2 separate regions of the Sus scrofa genome follow, and region 2 is linked to region 1. The links are chromatin contacts, called in public HiChIP or PLAC-seq maps. All regions are on one chromosome and are shown on one strand. Each heading gives the region's core, a stretch centred on a gene start, on an enhancer-like site or on the middle of the called end of the contact. The rest is flanking DNA. Distances are from core to core; before and after follow the strand shown.

The links. HiChIP or PLAC-seq counts read pairs in DNA pulled down with a chosen protein or histone mark.
Region 2: an H3K27ac HiChIP or PLAC-seq map of alveolar macrophages shows a contact between it and region 1. The contact joins the promoter of SMG9 here to the promoter of ZNF576 in region 1. A contact is called at or near these places in 1 of 5 promoter capture datasets (liver), 3 of 47 Hi-C or Micro-C datasets (embryonic fibroblasts, heart right ventricle and skeletal muscle) and 1 of 2 datasets of contacts at active chromatin or transcription factors (alveolar macrophages).

The regions. Positions count from the first base shown.
Region 1 is chr6:50,439,792-50,446,841 of Sscrofa11.1, reverse strand. It overlaps ZNF576 (zinc finger protein 576), which reads right to left and starts at 4,662. Exons shown (of 3, transcript XM_005655924.3): 1 at 4,517-4,662; 2 at 3,807-3,913; 3 at 780-2,145. The coding sequence starts at 3,897. The coding sequence ends at 1,718. It overlaps IRGQ (immunity-related GTPase family Q protein), which reads left to right and starts at 4,736. Exons shown (of 4, transcript XM_005655925.3): 1 at 4,736-4,892; 2 at 5,346-5,877. The coding sequence starts at 4,883. It overlaps ZNF428 (zinc finger protein 428), which reads left to right. Exons shown (of 4, transcript XM_021094479.1): 4 at 2,723-2,785. The coding sequence ends at 2,770.
Region 2 is chr6:50,566,047-50,573,096 of Sscrofa11.1, reverse strand. It overlaps SMG9 (protein SMG9), which reads left to right and starts at 3,350. Exons shown (of 15, transcript XM_013988666.2): 1 at 3,350-3,621; 2 at 6,413-6,469. The coding sequence starts at 6,446. It overlaps LOC102166702 (a long non-coding RNA gene), which reads right to left and starts at 3,615. Exons shown (of 3, transcript XR_298578.3): 1 at 3,244-3,615; 2 at 1,332-1,477.

The sequences.
Region 1 (7,050 bases), core at 3,413-5,912:
GCTGGGACCCAGTCATTGTTGGGTTTTGGGGGCCTGGGTAAGGTCTTTGTATGTTATTTATGGGATGGCATTGAAGGGTTTTAAATGAGTGATGTCAGCTGATTTACATATACACAGGGAGTGGTCTGTAGTAGAGACCTGGGGGTGGGCATGGGGAGCAGTAGTGATAGCAGACCCAGCATCCTGCTGTCTTGCTGCTCTGCCATCCTATGGTTGCTCTCATGGTCTGAGATGGCTGGATACCATGTTCATATGCAAGGCGGGAAGGTGGAAGGAAGGCAGGTTCCCTTCTGAAGCTTGAGGACTCTACTAAGGAATTTAGTGAGAACTCAGTCCCAGGGTCACGCCTAGCTGCAAGGGCATCTGGGAAATGTAGTTTTTGTAACCACCATGTCCCTAGCTAAAAACTGGGAGATAGCTCAGTCTCTCCCATATCCTTCTCATCTATGGGCTTTCAAAATATCCCTCAATTTGAACAGAGTCTATGATTATTGTACGAAGGGCACCAACCATTGTCTCAAGGGCAAGGCAGGCAATGCAGGGGAGTAAAAGCTGGTCCAGTGGAACTCAGCCCAGGGTTGGGCCTTTCAAGAGCTGAAAATAGGATCCTAATGGGCTATCTCCCAGTGTTGGCCAAATTCAACAGGAAACAGAAGGTATCTCTGTTTGATTCCAAACTGGTTCCCCCACAGGGCCAGACCAGCTCTGCCCTGAGCTCCCCACTCCCTGAACCTTGCTCAAATGCTGGAGTTCCTTGCTTAGACAAATTAGTATGGACCTTTTCTGTTTTTAGATTGTTTATTTATGCCATCTCATACATATAAAAAATACTCCATGACCAGAACGGTACATAAAATCATTTAAAAGAACAATAGGAGTTCCCGTTGTGGCGCAGTGGTTAACGAATCCGACTAGGAACCATGAGGTTGCAGGTTTGGTCCCTGCCCTTGCTCAATGGGTTAAGGATCCGGCGTTGCCGTGAGCTGTGGTGTAGGTCGCAGACGCGGCTCAGATCCTGCGTTGCTGTGGCTCTGGCGTAGGCCGGCGGCTACAGCTCCGATTCGACCCCAAGCCTGGGAACCTCCATATGCCGCAGGAGCGGCCCAAGAAATAGCAAAAAGACAAAAAAAAAAAAAAAAAAACAATAAATTACCTGGGGAGGAGCGGCTGGGGTGGGGTGGAGGGTGGGCCAAGTTCCAATACCGTGGCTCCTCTTGAGTGGGAAAGGCTGGCAGGGGGTGGGAAGAGACCAGGGCAACCCCCATATGACTTTGCTGCCCCATCCCCCAAAGGCCAGTTGCTCCACATCTGGAACCCATTTGGTGGCATTACAGGCACCCCTCACTCTCTCTGCCCCTTTCAGGCACAAATCCAGGGCAGTTTGCTCTTACAGCCCCACTGCATCCATTCGGGGAGAACTAAAGGTGATTACACAATCCGCAGCTCGTTGTGATTTCAAAGTCTCTAGTTGGGAATGAGATACAAATAATAATTTTCCCTCTTTCTAGTTAATTTCTTAAAGATCTCACTGTTGCCTGATTTTACGTTTCCCTAAAGGCTTTTGTGTCCTCCAAAGACTGAAGCTCCAACCGAGCATCTTCTGCGTCCTCTTTATCAGCAGTCTTCTGCCTTTCCTGCCAAGTCTCCCATTCCCATATCGTAGTGGGTCCTACCAGCCACAGAGCCCCCACTGCCCTGGGGAGGGCTTAAGCCGCGCTCAGAGCTCACCCCGGGCATGCCGGATGTAGTGTTGATGCAGCCCTGCTTCCTGGGCAAAGTCCTGACCACACTCAGTGCAGGCGAAGGGGCCAGGAGGTGTGCGGGCCTCGTGTGCCTGGCGATGCCGCCTCAGAGAAGCGGCCTGCCCAAAGGTCTTGCCACAGTCAGGACAGGGGAAAGTGGGCTGGGTGGTGGTGGGGGCAGCCAGCTGGGAGGGCCTGACTGCTGGACCGTGGCTGCGCTGATGGGCGATAAGGGCCTTGGAGGAGGGGAAGGAGCGGGCGCAGGTGAAGCAGATGAATTCGACCCCCTGCAGCTTCTGGGCCACGAAGTCCTCTGGGTGCTCCCGCTTCATGTGACGCTCCTGGAACTTGGAATCGGCAAAAGTGATGAGGCAGCGGGTGCACTGCAGGGTCCCCTGGTGGCCTGAGGGACACAGGGTGAGGTTGGGGGAGGCCAGCAGGAGTCCCCAGGGCCTCTCCTAGCTCCAGGGTCATGCTAACTGAGGGTGCAGTGCTTCCTACATGCCAGGTGCTATGCCAACGCTGGACAGCTGCACAGGGAAACCTATCAGACCTGTCTTGTCGCTGAGCAGACTGACACTCAAAAAGGTTAGGCAACTTGCCAACAGTCATGATGCTAGGGACTGAAATGCTGGAGTCGGGATTGGAACCCAGGAGGCTGCTCTTCTGATAGAGCCATGTGATGAGAGCACTGCCAATGGAGCCAGCTGCCTGGAACTGAATCCCAGTTTTCCTGCTTCCTGGGCAAGTAAAAACAGTGTTTTCATCTGGAAAATGGCACCCATATACCATAATGATATCAGTATCTACCTCATAGGGTTTTTGGAAGGAATAGGTGAATTATAAAAAGTGCTTTGAACAGTGCTACACAATAGTTTGCAAGAATTACTGTTGAGAAAAGCAGCCCTGCAGCCAGGAGCTGGCCTGGCACTCACAGCTAGGCCTCAGCGTTCTCCTGTTGAGCATAAACAATTTCACAGAACATCGTCAGAAGAGGCCGTGCTGTGACTGAGGCGAATGAAGACTAGGCCACGCCATGATGCCGTCTGAACACAGACAAAACGTGAACACTGTCTGAGCCGCAGAACAGGCCAAACATCCCCCTGTTCTGCTCATATGAGCGCCTGCTGCTGTTCTACCAATCACAGCTGGAGCCTTGCTTTGTTCCTCCCTCCTTCTAGGTAAGATTTATTAAAAAAAAAAAAAAAAAAAAAAAGCCAATTGTGTAACTGCCCCCCTGCTTCCTGGCAGCATCCATTCAGAACAAATACCCCTTTCTTGAACCCTTCCCCAAATCACCTACCACAAACCCAGATCCTGTAATTTTCTTATTACTAAGATGCCCCGTGGGGTGTGTGCTTTTTCAGTGCAATGAGCAATAAGCCCAGCCAGTTCAGCTCTAGGTATACTCCTGGTGGTCTCTGGCTGGAGATCATTGACACCTTGCCTCTCACTACAAATACTTAACCTCTCTGCCTCAGTTCCTTCATCTGAAAGCGCTAAGTACCAATTGCATAGGGCCTGTTAGGAAGACTCAAGGAGATAACGGGTTAAACTCTTAGAATGGGCCCAGCACATAACAGGCAATCAAGTAGGAGCTGTTGCTGTTACCCTGTGTCAGACCGGCTAACTTCATTAATGCCAGGCTTTTCCCTTTTTCTGCTCATTCTCACACCAACCCTGTGAGGTAGTTAGCAACATACCTCTTGATAGGGCAACAAGAGGCTTGAGCCACACTGCAAGTCTGGGGCAGAGTTGGGACTGGAGCTTACTGTCCCTTCTTAGCCACTTCTCCCACCCCAAGCCTCTCTGGATGCCACTTTGCCTCTGAGCTGCAGCCCATGCATGCTTATGTGGACAGAGCAGTGTGGGTATCTCTGAGGGTAATAAGAGTAAGGGCAGGGAGTGGCAGGTCCTGGTAGGGCAGCTCATGGGTCATTACAGCTCCTTCCCAACAGGCAAGTCCCTGCAAAGCCTTGGACACTGAAATGCTGTAGAAATCCTTTTAGCATCAGCTCCTGCACCCACCCTCCTCTGGTCAGCAGGACTCACAGTTGTCACCACCTGGATTTGGGGCACTTCTCTCCTTGGACGAATCCTGCTGCTCCGTGGTCACTTTGGAGTGTGGGACCTCCAGAGGATCCTGCTGCTCCATGATGACTGGGATCCCCCTGGTTAAGAGAGGGACATGCATGACAGAATAGTAAGTCAAATGAAGTCGCTCATCTCTAGCTAGCCTTAGAGGGCCCGCTAATCCTATGACCTTTGACAGGCTCTTTGCCAGCCTTTGCCCCCCAGGAGATACCATCTTAAATTGTAACCGGATGGAGTTTTCGCTAGACAAGATTCAATCTTCCCCAAAGATTAAACTTGCTGGGTTTGTGACTCCCCTTAGAGCCTTCTCATTTGCTTGAGATCTCTGACCTATGCCTCGTATGTCAAACTCCCTCCCTGAGCTCAGAGCGTGGGACCCTTGACCTTTGACCCTAGCCTCATCCCCCTTTCATCCCACGTGACTTGAGGCATGTGGTGGTACCCACGGTTTAGCCCGCCTCCTTTCGGGAAACATCTTTCTCCGACATCCCGAAACCCTTGTTCCACCCAGAGGCCCCTCTTTCCCACGCGCGCGCTCAGCCGCTGTGTCCCGCTGCCGCCAAAGCTGCGAGAAGCCCAGGGCTCCGCTTTTCTCCAGACACCAGAGGGCTGCCTTTCGTTGTGCCTGTCAGTCACTCGTCACAGCGCCGCCACCCGAAGGGAAGCGGGGTAGGGCCCACCGAGTCTAAAGTCCCGGTGGTTTCCACGGCCTTTCGCCTGATGAGCCTTTCAAAGCCGAGGTCCCCGATCGCCATCCGGCAGCAGTGCAGTCGCACCAACCCGGTCCTCAAAATAATGGGCGAGGTCCTTCTCTGCATTGGGGTGCGTAATGATGACGTTGCAAGCCATTCATGCCGTAAAGACCTAAGCTTATTGCACAAGTGTGTTAGATGTTCCTGGTGCGCACGCGCTCTCGTTCCCTCATTGTTCAAGGCCCGGCGGCTGCAGAGTTAGAGAAGGAACATTCTTCCGCCGATCTGCGCAGGCGCTGCCAAGGGCCGTGTCCCTGAGGTCACGCTTGCGAGACACGCCCCCTCCTGAAAGGAATGACATCAGGTTAGAGCCCCCGGAACGGGTCTGGACGTCCCCAATTTCTGGCGCTCTAGCCTCCTCGGCCTCCGTCCCCGGACCACAGGGGCGGGGCTTCTCAGCGGCTGACCGGCTGCTACGGACTGCGCTCTCCCGTGTGACCTCGCTGTTTGTTCGGTTGGTGATTGGAAGGGAAGAGTGAGAGATTAAAAACATTTGTGTCCCTGAAGGAGGAGGAGGCTGGTGGCCGGTTTCTCAATTTTTGAAGCAGAAAGGGAAACATCCAGAAAGGGCGGCCACCACTCCCGGATCCCTGGGGAATAGGGCCCGGGAGCGAGGTTTTTAGGTGCATGGGTGTGATAACCGAGAACGAAAGAAGGGTACAGGATGAAAGGCTGAAATCTGAGACCAGAGTGGGGCGGCTAGGAAAGAAAAAGGTTGAATGCTTCCTGACCCAGGTCTTGTCTCCTTGCTTTCTAGCTATGCCTTCGCCACGGGGTGATGTGACCGTCTTGTTCCTGGGGCCTCCGGGCTCGGGAAAGTCTGCGCTGATTGCAGCGCTGTGCGACAAGGATGTGGAGACTATAGAAATCCCCGACAAGCGTCCGGATTCCGGGCTCCCCAGCCTTCGAGCTGCGGGCCCAGGCCTCTTCCTGGGTGAGCTGAGCTGCCCACCCGCAGCGCCGGGGCCCTGGGCGGCGGAAGCCAACGTGCTGGTACTGGTGCTGCTCGGCCCCGAGGGGAATGGGGAGCCCTTGGCCCCAGCGCTGGGGGAGGCAGCGCGGGCCGCCCTGGCCCGAGGGACGCCGCTGCTGGCTGTTAGGAATCTTGGCCCTGGGGAGTCACAGAATGAAGCCCAGGCCCGGGATCAGACAGCGGCCCTGCTGGACAGCGCCGGTTTGGGCGCCGCGGCTCTCTTCGTGCTACCGACCGACTGCCGCAGCAGCGAGGGCTCCGAGGAACTGGAGCGTCTGCGGACGGCGCTGCGGAGCCAGGCGGAGGCGCTGCAGAGGTGAGCGTGGCGTTTCAGGGTGGGTTGCAGAGGCCTGGGGCTTTATTGAGTCTACACCTCCCACCCCTAAGATGCTCCTTGAGGTCTGCGAGACCCCACCTCCAGCGCATTTTGAGCCAGCCTTAACAGAATATCTGTTGGAAGCCCTGTTCCCTTGTCTGGGTCCTGCCTTTTAGCGCTGGTTTTGAGGTCTGTGAGGCTCCACCCCAAACTAGCACCCTTTTTTGTCATCTGGGCTCCATCCCAGCCAAGGGTCAGCTAGGTGTTCTGACTTGTCATCCAGGTTCTGCCTCCTGTGAGCGCTCTCTGAGGTCACAAGTCCCTCTCCCGAGAGAATTCGAGGAGAGCCCAGGACCTAGCACCCAAATACTACCCCAGGCCAAAGTGTGAAGAGGGCTCGCCATCGCCCTATAAGCTGGTAATTCCTTCCCATATTTTACCGGAAGACTCTGCTTTCTAGTCTTCACCCTCCTCTCCACCATCTGCTTGGTTCTCAAAGATTTCAGTCTCTGGAAAGCCACGGCCTCAGCGAGCTTTGTCGTTTTGGGGGCCTTCCCCCACTTCCTTTCTCTAACCCCTCTCTCCACTTGCTGGCTACTTTGTAAATTTTCTCCACCCACCCGGGAGACATCAAAAAGAGATGGACTCAGGGAGGGGCAGCCTCTTCTCTGGGCCAGGCCCACCACTCATCTGTTTTCCTTAGTCACACCCCTTTGATAAAAACTAGATGCGGCTTCTCCCCTCCCTGGTGTTTTTTTTCTTTCTTTCTTTCTTTTTTTTTTTTTAATGGCTACACCTGAGGCATATGGATGTTCCCAGCCTAGGAGTCGATTTGGAGCTGCAGCTGCTGGCCTCTGCCACAGCCACACCAGATCCAAGCCACATCTGCGACCTGTACCACGGCTCCCATCAATGCTGGATCCTTAACTCACTGAGTGAGTCCAGGGATTGAACCCACATCCTCATGGATACTAGTTGGATTTATTACCACTGAGCCATAATGGGAACTCCTCCCCTCACTGGTCCTGACATCCCTTCCTACACCTACTCTCAGTAAAGAGCTCCCTTGCCTGTCCTTCCCTCCTTCCTCTCTCTCTCTCTCCTTCCCTTCCTTCCTTCCTTCTTTCCTTCTTTCCTTCCCTGCACCTGTGGCATGCAGAAGTTCCTGGGCCA
Region 2 (7,050 bases), core at 2,101-4,600, 130 kb before region 1:
ATCAATTTGGAGCTGTGGTTCCCGGCCTACACCATATCAATGCAGGATCTGAGCCACATCTGTGATCAACACTGCAGCTTGCGGTAACACGGGATCCTTAACCCACTGAGGGAGACCAGGGATTGAACCTGTGTCCTCAGGAATACAAGTCGAGTGGTTTTATTTTTTTCATTTTTTAATAATGATTTTTATTTTTTCCATTATAACTGGTGTTTTTGTTTGTTTTTTTAAGGGCAAAACCCATGGCATATGGAGGTTCCCGGGCTAGGTGTCATTGCTGGTGCCACAGCCACAGCAATGCAGGATCTGAGCTGTGTCTGTGACCTACACCACAGCTCATGGCAACGCTGGATGCTTAACCCACTGATTGAGGCCAGGGATCAAACCTCTGCCTTCGTGGATGCCAGTCAGATTCGTTTCCCCTGAGCCACAATGGAAACTCCACTAGTGGAGTTCTTAACTCACTGAGCCACAAGAGAACTCCAAGAAGTCTTTATAAAACAGACATCGTAACACTCTGGCCCTGGCTTATGATTTCCTGTTGCAGTTGGAAGTAAATTTGAAAGCCTTGACCATGGCCTACAAGACCTCATGCACCCTTCTTTAAAACTAGAGTCCTTTTCCACTCTGCTGAGGCCACTCTGGTCACCTTGATGATTCTTGAACGCCCAGGTTCACTCCCACTTTGGGATCTTTCCACTTGTTCTTCAGCATCTTCCTATGGCTGATTTCCTTACCATCTTTCAGGCCTCTGCTCAAATGTCACCTCCTCAGTGCAGCCTTCCCTGACCACCTTTCACTCTCTGTGACCTGTGTCACTCTCAATTCTCTTATCCTGATTTTTCCTTGCATACATCTTTTACCTGACATCGTCTGCCCTACCAGATCTGCTCCTGGAAGGCAGATGCTCTGTCCTATTCACTATAGGATCTCCAGCCTATATGCACGCCTGGCAGATAACAAGCATTCCATAATTAATTCAACAGATATAAACAAATGCATGAAAGGAACAGAGAAATGAACTGAGACATGAACAGATCCTTTGGTAAATGGCTCTTAAAATTCCCCGTGCATGTGCCCTTTGACCCAGCAATTCTACTTCTAATGAGACAGTCTATTGATGATACCTTCATGTACGTGCAATCAGATGTGCAATCAGGGATATTCACTGTGACAAACGTTTGTAAGAGCAAAGGTCCAGAAACAGCCTAAATGTTTATCAATAGGGAAATGGTTAAATAAAGTATGGGCCATCCCCACAATGGCATGCCATCCCACTAATATAAGGAAAAAGGCAGCTCTCTGGGTGCATGATTGCACCACTGACTCACCGCTAGGCAGGTTGCCTGTTGCCAGGGAAAAAATGTGGGCTCACCCTAGAGTGAGACGAGCTTGGGTTTGAATCCAGGCCCTGATGCTTCCTGGCTTTGGGGACTTCAGTAAGGCCCTTCTTCTCCTGCAGACTCATTTTCTGCATCTGTTAAATGAGGAGGGGAGAAGATTGTAGTGACATCTGTAAACCAGAACCTGGCATACAGTGGGCCCATGGTCCAATGCCAGGCCCCTCCTTTCTTCCCTTAAGTCAAATTTCCACCTCTGAGGGCTGCCCAGAGGTGACAATGACATGGGGGCTAATCTGGGGTTGAAAAACTCAAGAAAGGAAAACAGATGTGACCTAACAGATGAGAATGCGAAAAAGGGACCCTGACAGACATAACACAAAGAGGACCTGTCCTCTGTATTTCCGCCAAACAACCAGAATCTTCTTGAAAATCTATAAACAACAAGACTCTCAACTCAGTCTGTGTGAAGGGATCTGTCACTCAACCTATGACAGTCTGGAGAAATGGTCCCACCTGGCACCTGTGCTGGGAAAAATGGCAGCAGGGATGAGGCCTGGAAGGTAGGTGGCGGTTCAGACTCAACCGTTACCATTATCAGGGTAAACCACAACATAATGAGAACACATAGTGCTACTATGCCCCAGGAACTCTTCTAGGTACTGTCACCCATTTAACTCTACCAGTGTTATCAACCTGGTGCCCTCATCTCCATTTCAGAAACAGGGGCATAGCAGCAGAGAGTTAAGGAACTTGGCCAAGGTCAGCCACCATTTATGTGAACCCAGCCTCAAGCTCTCAACACCAATGCTTTAACAGTAGCTTCAGAAAGAAACTGGGAGGGGAGTTCCCGTTGTGGCGTAGCAGAAACAAATCTGACTAGGAACCCTAAGGTTGTGGGTTCGATCCCTGGCCTCGCTCAGTGGGTTAAGGATCTGGCATTGCCGTCAGCTGTGGTATAGGTTGCAGGCCCGGCTTGGATCTGGTGTTGCTGTGGCTGTGGTGTAGGCTGGCGGCTGTAGCTCCAATTCAACCCCTAGCCTGGGAACCTCCATATGCTGCGGCCCTAAAAAGATAAAAAAATAAATAAATAAACAAAAAGAAAAAGAAACTGGGAAATGGTGCTCTAGGGATGGAATATGGGGACAAGGGTGGAAAGTGGCTTTTATTGTGGACCCTACTGGCTGCTTGAATTTTGTCAGAATGTACAGGTGAGGTGCTCCCTGTCCAAATATAGTTTCAAATGAAAAATAGCCAACGCCCCACTCACCTACATGTCTATGAATATACACAAACTGCTGTCTTCTCTAGTACCACCTGTCAGTCTCAAGGGTAACCCGCCACTAGTGGACTGCGCGTGTGCTCTCTGCACCGGGCCAGGTATTCCTCAACGCCTCACACAGGTTGCACCCTCAGGCGGTTCAAATTTCCACCCGGTCTCCGAAGGGTTTAATACGTGGTCTTGGTATTCATACCAATCGTCGACTCTTGTCCCTTCAGGATCTGACCTGCCCTTGTCTACTGCCTCATCTCCCGCCTCAGTGGAACTCCAATAGTACAAGCCAGTCTGGACCTTCCCCCAGGGTTCCCCCGCCTGGAGGGCCCTTGCCCATCAATTCAAGATCCAACGGCGCCCTGCAATGCCTAAGTAGTTTGATCCACTAGCTGTCTCCCGCCGCAGACCGGGATCTTTTCCAGCACATATGCCAAGTCTGATTCATTCGGCAATCACCGAAATTCCTCACTTGCTGCCCCACCCCACCGCATGCCGCCTACACTCCAGAAGAGGTGGGACTCGAACTCAAAACCTCCAAGACCGCAGCCTCTCCCTCAGCTCTGCCCGCCCACGCACGCCCCTAGAGACGCGCACGCGCACAGAGGAGGAGTCGCCGCGTCCTCCCACCTTCCCTCCGTAATCCGCACGCGTGTTGAGGCCAACCACCTCCATCTGCGCATGCTCAGCCCGGCGCTCACGCTCGATTCTCGCGCGCTCAGTTTGCGGCACATGCGCAGGGGCGGCAGCTGGCGCAACCTGATCTCGGCTTGACCCCGCGATATCTCCTCCGCCTTTTCCTTCCGCGTGCCGGCCTCCCTTGGGTGACGTTTCCGGGTACCCCGATCGGTTCTGGATTGACCGGTGCTTGTTCTCTGCCTCTCTCCCCTCTACGATTCCGGACCCCCTGACTCCATTTACAGGCCGGTGGCTCGTGGTGGAACCCCCTGCCCCCACCCCTATCTCAGAGCGCCCGCACCTCTGCTCCCCAGAAACCAATCGACTAAGGTAAGGGGCCCGCGTGCCCGCGCGCTGCTGGCGCCCCAGCGGGGGGCGGAGCGCGGGGCGGGTTTCGGGGCCCCGCCCCCTCCTGGGCCGCTATTCGGTCGCTCTGATGCCTGGGCGGGTGTGTGTAACTTGAGTGTGGAGCCAAGAGCAACCCATTAAATACCGGGTTGGCGGGAGTTGGGTGGGGAGGATTCAAATGTGTATGTGGGAACTTCAGTTCTGGGAGGCCGTAATAGAGCCTGTAAACTGGCCGTAAATTATTGCGAAGTCTCTCTAGTAACGTGTATAGAGAAACTTCAAGTTCTGGGAATTCTCGTAGAAGGCCTGCAAACGATCCTTAAACACTAGGGAGGACCTTCAAGTACTTCCAGTTACTGTGTAAATAGAAACTAAAGTTCTGGGGTTCCTCGCGGGAAGCCTGTAAACCGTTGTCTAATTATGAGTAAATTCCCTGAGTAAAACATAGATTCAAGTTCCAGGGGAGACTCCATATAAGAGACTAAATATATGTGTAATTGCTAGAGAGTTTTCAGAAAAATAGTGTGGATAGACTCAAGTCCTGGGGAGGGGATGCTTCATTAGACCGTAAATACGGAGTTAGGAATTGGGAGTCTCCCCAAATAACTTGCCAACAGGCACTTAGATTCTGGGAGATCCCCAAAAGGGAGGGATGAAGGGATGCTTAAGTACTGAGGGAGCCTCACAAAGAATTTGTAATTAAGGTTCTTAAATTCTGGAAGGTCACTGTAAGAGATCTGTAAATAAACACAAGTAGACTGGCTTTATACTTCTGGGGGTGGGTAAGCCCCAGAGGAGCCTGGAAACAATATTGGGGGTCTCCAAAATTCTTGTAGGTGGACTCTTAAATTCTGGACAACTCCTGTTAGGGGCTGTGGAATAAACTCAAATACTGTGGAAGTTCCCTGAATAACATGCATGGGAAGGGGCTCCTCTTAGGTTTGTAAACAGACACTTTAGTGCTGGGGCAGAATCCCCAGTGAGACAAGGGAACAGACACTTAATTGCAGGAGAGGGAGGAGTCCCAATTTCTAAGGGGAATAGTCACTAGAAACTGTAAACAATTATTTGCAAATGTGCGGAATGAATCAGTTTGCATGAGCATCTGTAAGCAGCCCTTGCCCTCCTCTGTCTCAGCCTTCTCTTAGGGCTGGGGCGCAGGGGTGCCCAGAAGAGCCGTGGGAGAGGAGCTAGACCAGCTCCTACCTGACTAGCAAAATTTCTACTGCGTGCTCTAAACAGATACTAATGTTCCTGGGAAAGAGTCTCTCACAGGGACCTGTTAATGTCATTACGTAGTGGGGTAGGAAGCAGAGAGATTCATAAAATGATTTGAAGGCACTTAAGAGCTAAGCAGGGAGGAGTTCCCATCATGGCTCAGGGGTTAACGAATCCAACTAGGAACGAAGAGGTTGCAGGTTCAATCCCTGACCTCGCTCAGTGCGTTAAGGATCCAGCATCGCCTGAGCTGTGGTGTAGGTCGCAGAATCGGCTCGGATCCCGCGTGGCTGTGGCTGTGGTGTAGGCCGGCAGCTACAGCTCCAATTCGACTCCTAGCCTGGGAACCTCCATATGCCGTGGGAGCGGCCCAAGAAATGGCAAAAAGACAAAAAAAAAAAAGAGCTAAGCAGGGAGTTCCCATTGTGGCTCAGCGGTAATCAACCCGACTAGGCTCGGTAATCAACCCGACTAGGATCCATGAGGACGCAGGTTTGTTCCCTGGCCTCCTTCAGTGGGTTAAGGATCTGGTGTTGCCACAAGCTGTGGTGTAGGTCACAGACACGGCTCGGATCTGGCGTTGCTCTGACTATGGTGTAGGCCGGCAGCTGCAGCTCTGATTCAACCCCTAGCCTGGGAACTTCCAAAAGCCACGGTGCGGCCCTAAAAGAAATAAAAATTAAAAAAAAAAAAAAAAAGAGCTAAGCAAAGGTCAGCAAACTTTTTTTGTAAAGATCCAGAGAGTAATTATCTTAGACTCTGCAGGTCATACTGTCTCTGTCTCCACTATTCAACTCTGCCATTGTATCGAGAAGGCAGGGCCATAGGAGCTCTCGCTGTGGTGCAACAGGATTGGTGCTGTCTTGGGAGTGCTGGGACACAGGTTCGATCCCCGGCCTGGTATGGTGGGTTAATGATCCACAGCTGTGACTTAGATTGAGCCTGCGGCTTGAACCTGATCCCTGGCCCAGGAGCTCAATATGCCACGGGGCAGCCAAAAATGAAGAAAAAAAAAAAAAAAAGGCAGTCACAGACAATTTATTATTTATTTATTGCTTTTTAGGGCCACACCTGAGGCATATGGAGGTTCCCTGGCTAGGGGTCAAATTGGAACTACAGCTGCCAGCCTATGCCACAGTCACAGCAATGCAGGATCCCAGCCACGTCTGCTATCTACACCACCGCTCACAGCAGTGCCAGATCCTTAACCCACTGAGCGAGGCTGGGGATCGAACCCACAACCTCATGGCTCATAGTTGATTCGTTTCCGCTGTGCCACAACGAGAACTCTTGACAGTTTATAAATTGATGGATATGGCCATGTTCAATAAAAATTTATTTCCTGAAACGGAAGAAAAACCAAATTTGGTCCATAGACTACAGTTTGCCAGTTTGACCTCTGAGCCATAGCATTTGGCCTTATGCTCCTGCAAACAGGCTACTTCCCTGGAAGGGAGTGTAACCAGCTGGGGAACCTCCCTAGGGACCTATAAACAGCGAGTTCAGTGGTAGGGAGTGAGTCATATAGGTAAACTGATATTTTATAATGTCTTAGATTAAACATCGGTGAGACCTTGGAGTGTGAGGGATGGCAGACCATCAGGAATGGGAGGTAAGATGCCGAAATGTAAGGGACCCCAGGTGAAAATAGGCCCTTGAGTGCCGGAGCCCCACCCTCAGAGTCACCGTATTGGGTAATCAACGCGGAGTTGGCAGACTGAAGGTCACGTGACACATTTGTAAGGAAATGTTTTGCTGCGGTTTGGGAAAGACTATATGTCCTATTTTTATGTGACCCTCCCCCATATGTGCTATTGTTTGTGTCAGGGCGTGTGTGATAAATAGTTGGGAATAGTTTGGGCTGTAAAAGAGAGAAAGGGACTTGTTCCTGCTTCCAGAGATAGGCAAGTTAAGGTTAAGAGGGAGCCCCCCATCCCCGTTGTTCTTCTATGTTCCTCCCAATAAGTTGCCTCACAGACCACAATGGCTGCTTCAGCTCCAGCCTCCGCAGCCACATTCCTTTCAGTTGGGAGGAGGAAGGGACAAAAGGCATGTGCCAATGTCTGTGAAGAACAGTTTCTAAAAGCTTCTAGGACACACTTCTGGTTTTATACCACAGGCCAGAAAGAACTTAGTCACATGGCCATAGCTAACTGCAAACTAGGCTGAGAGGTGTATTCTGTTGTTTTTTCT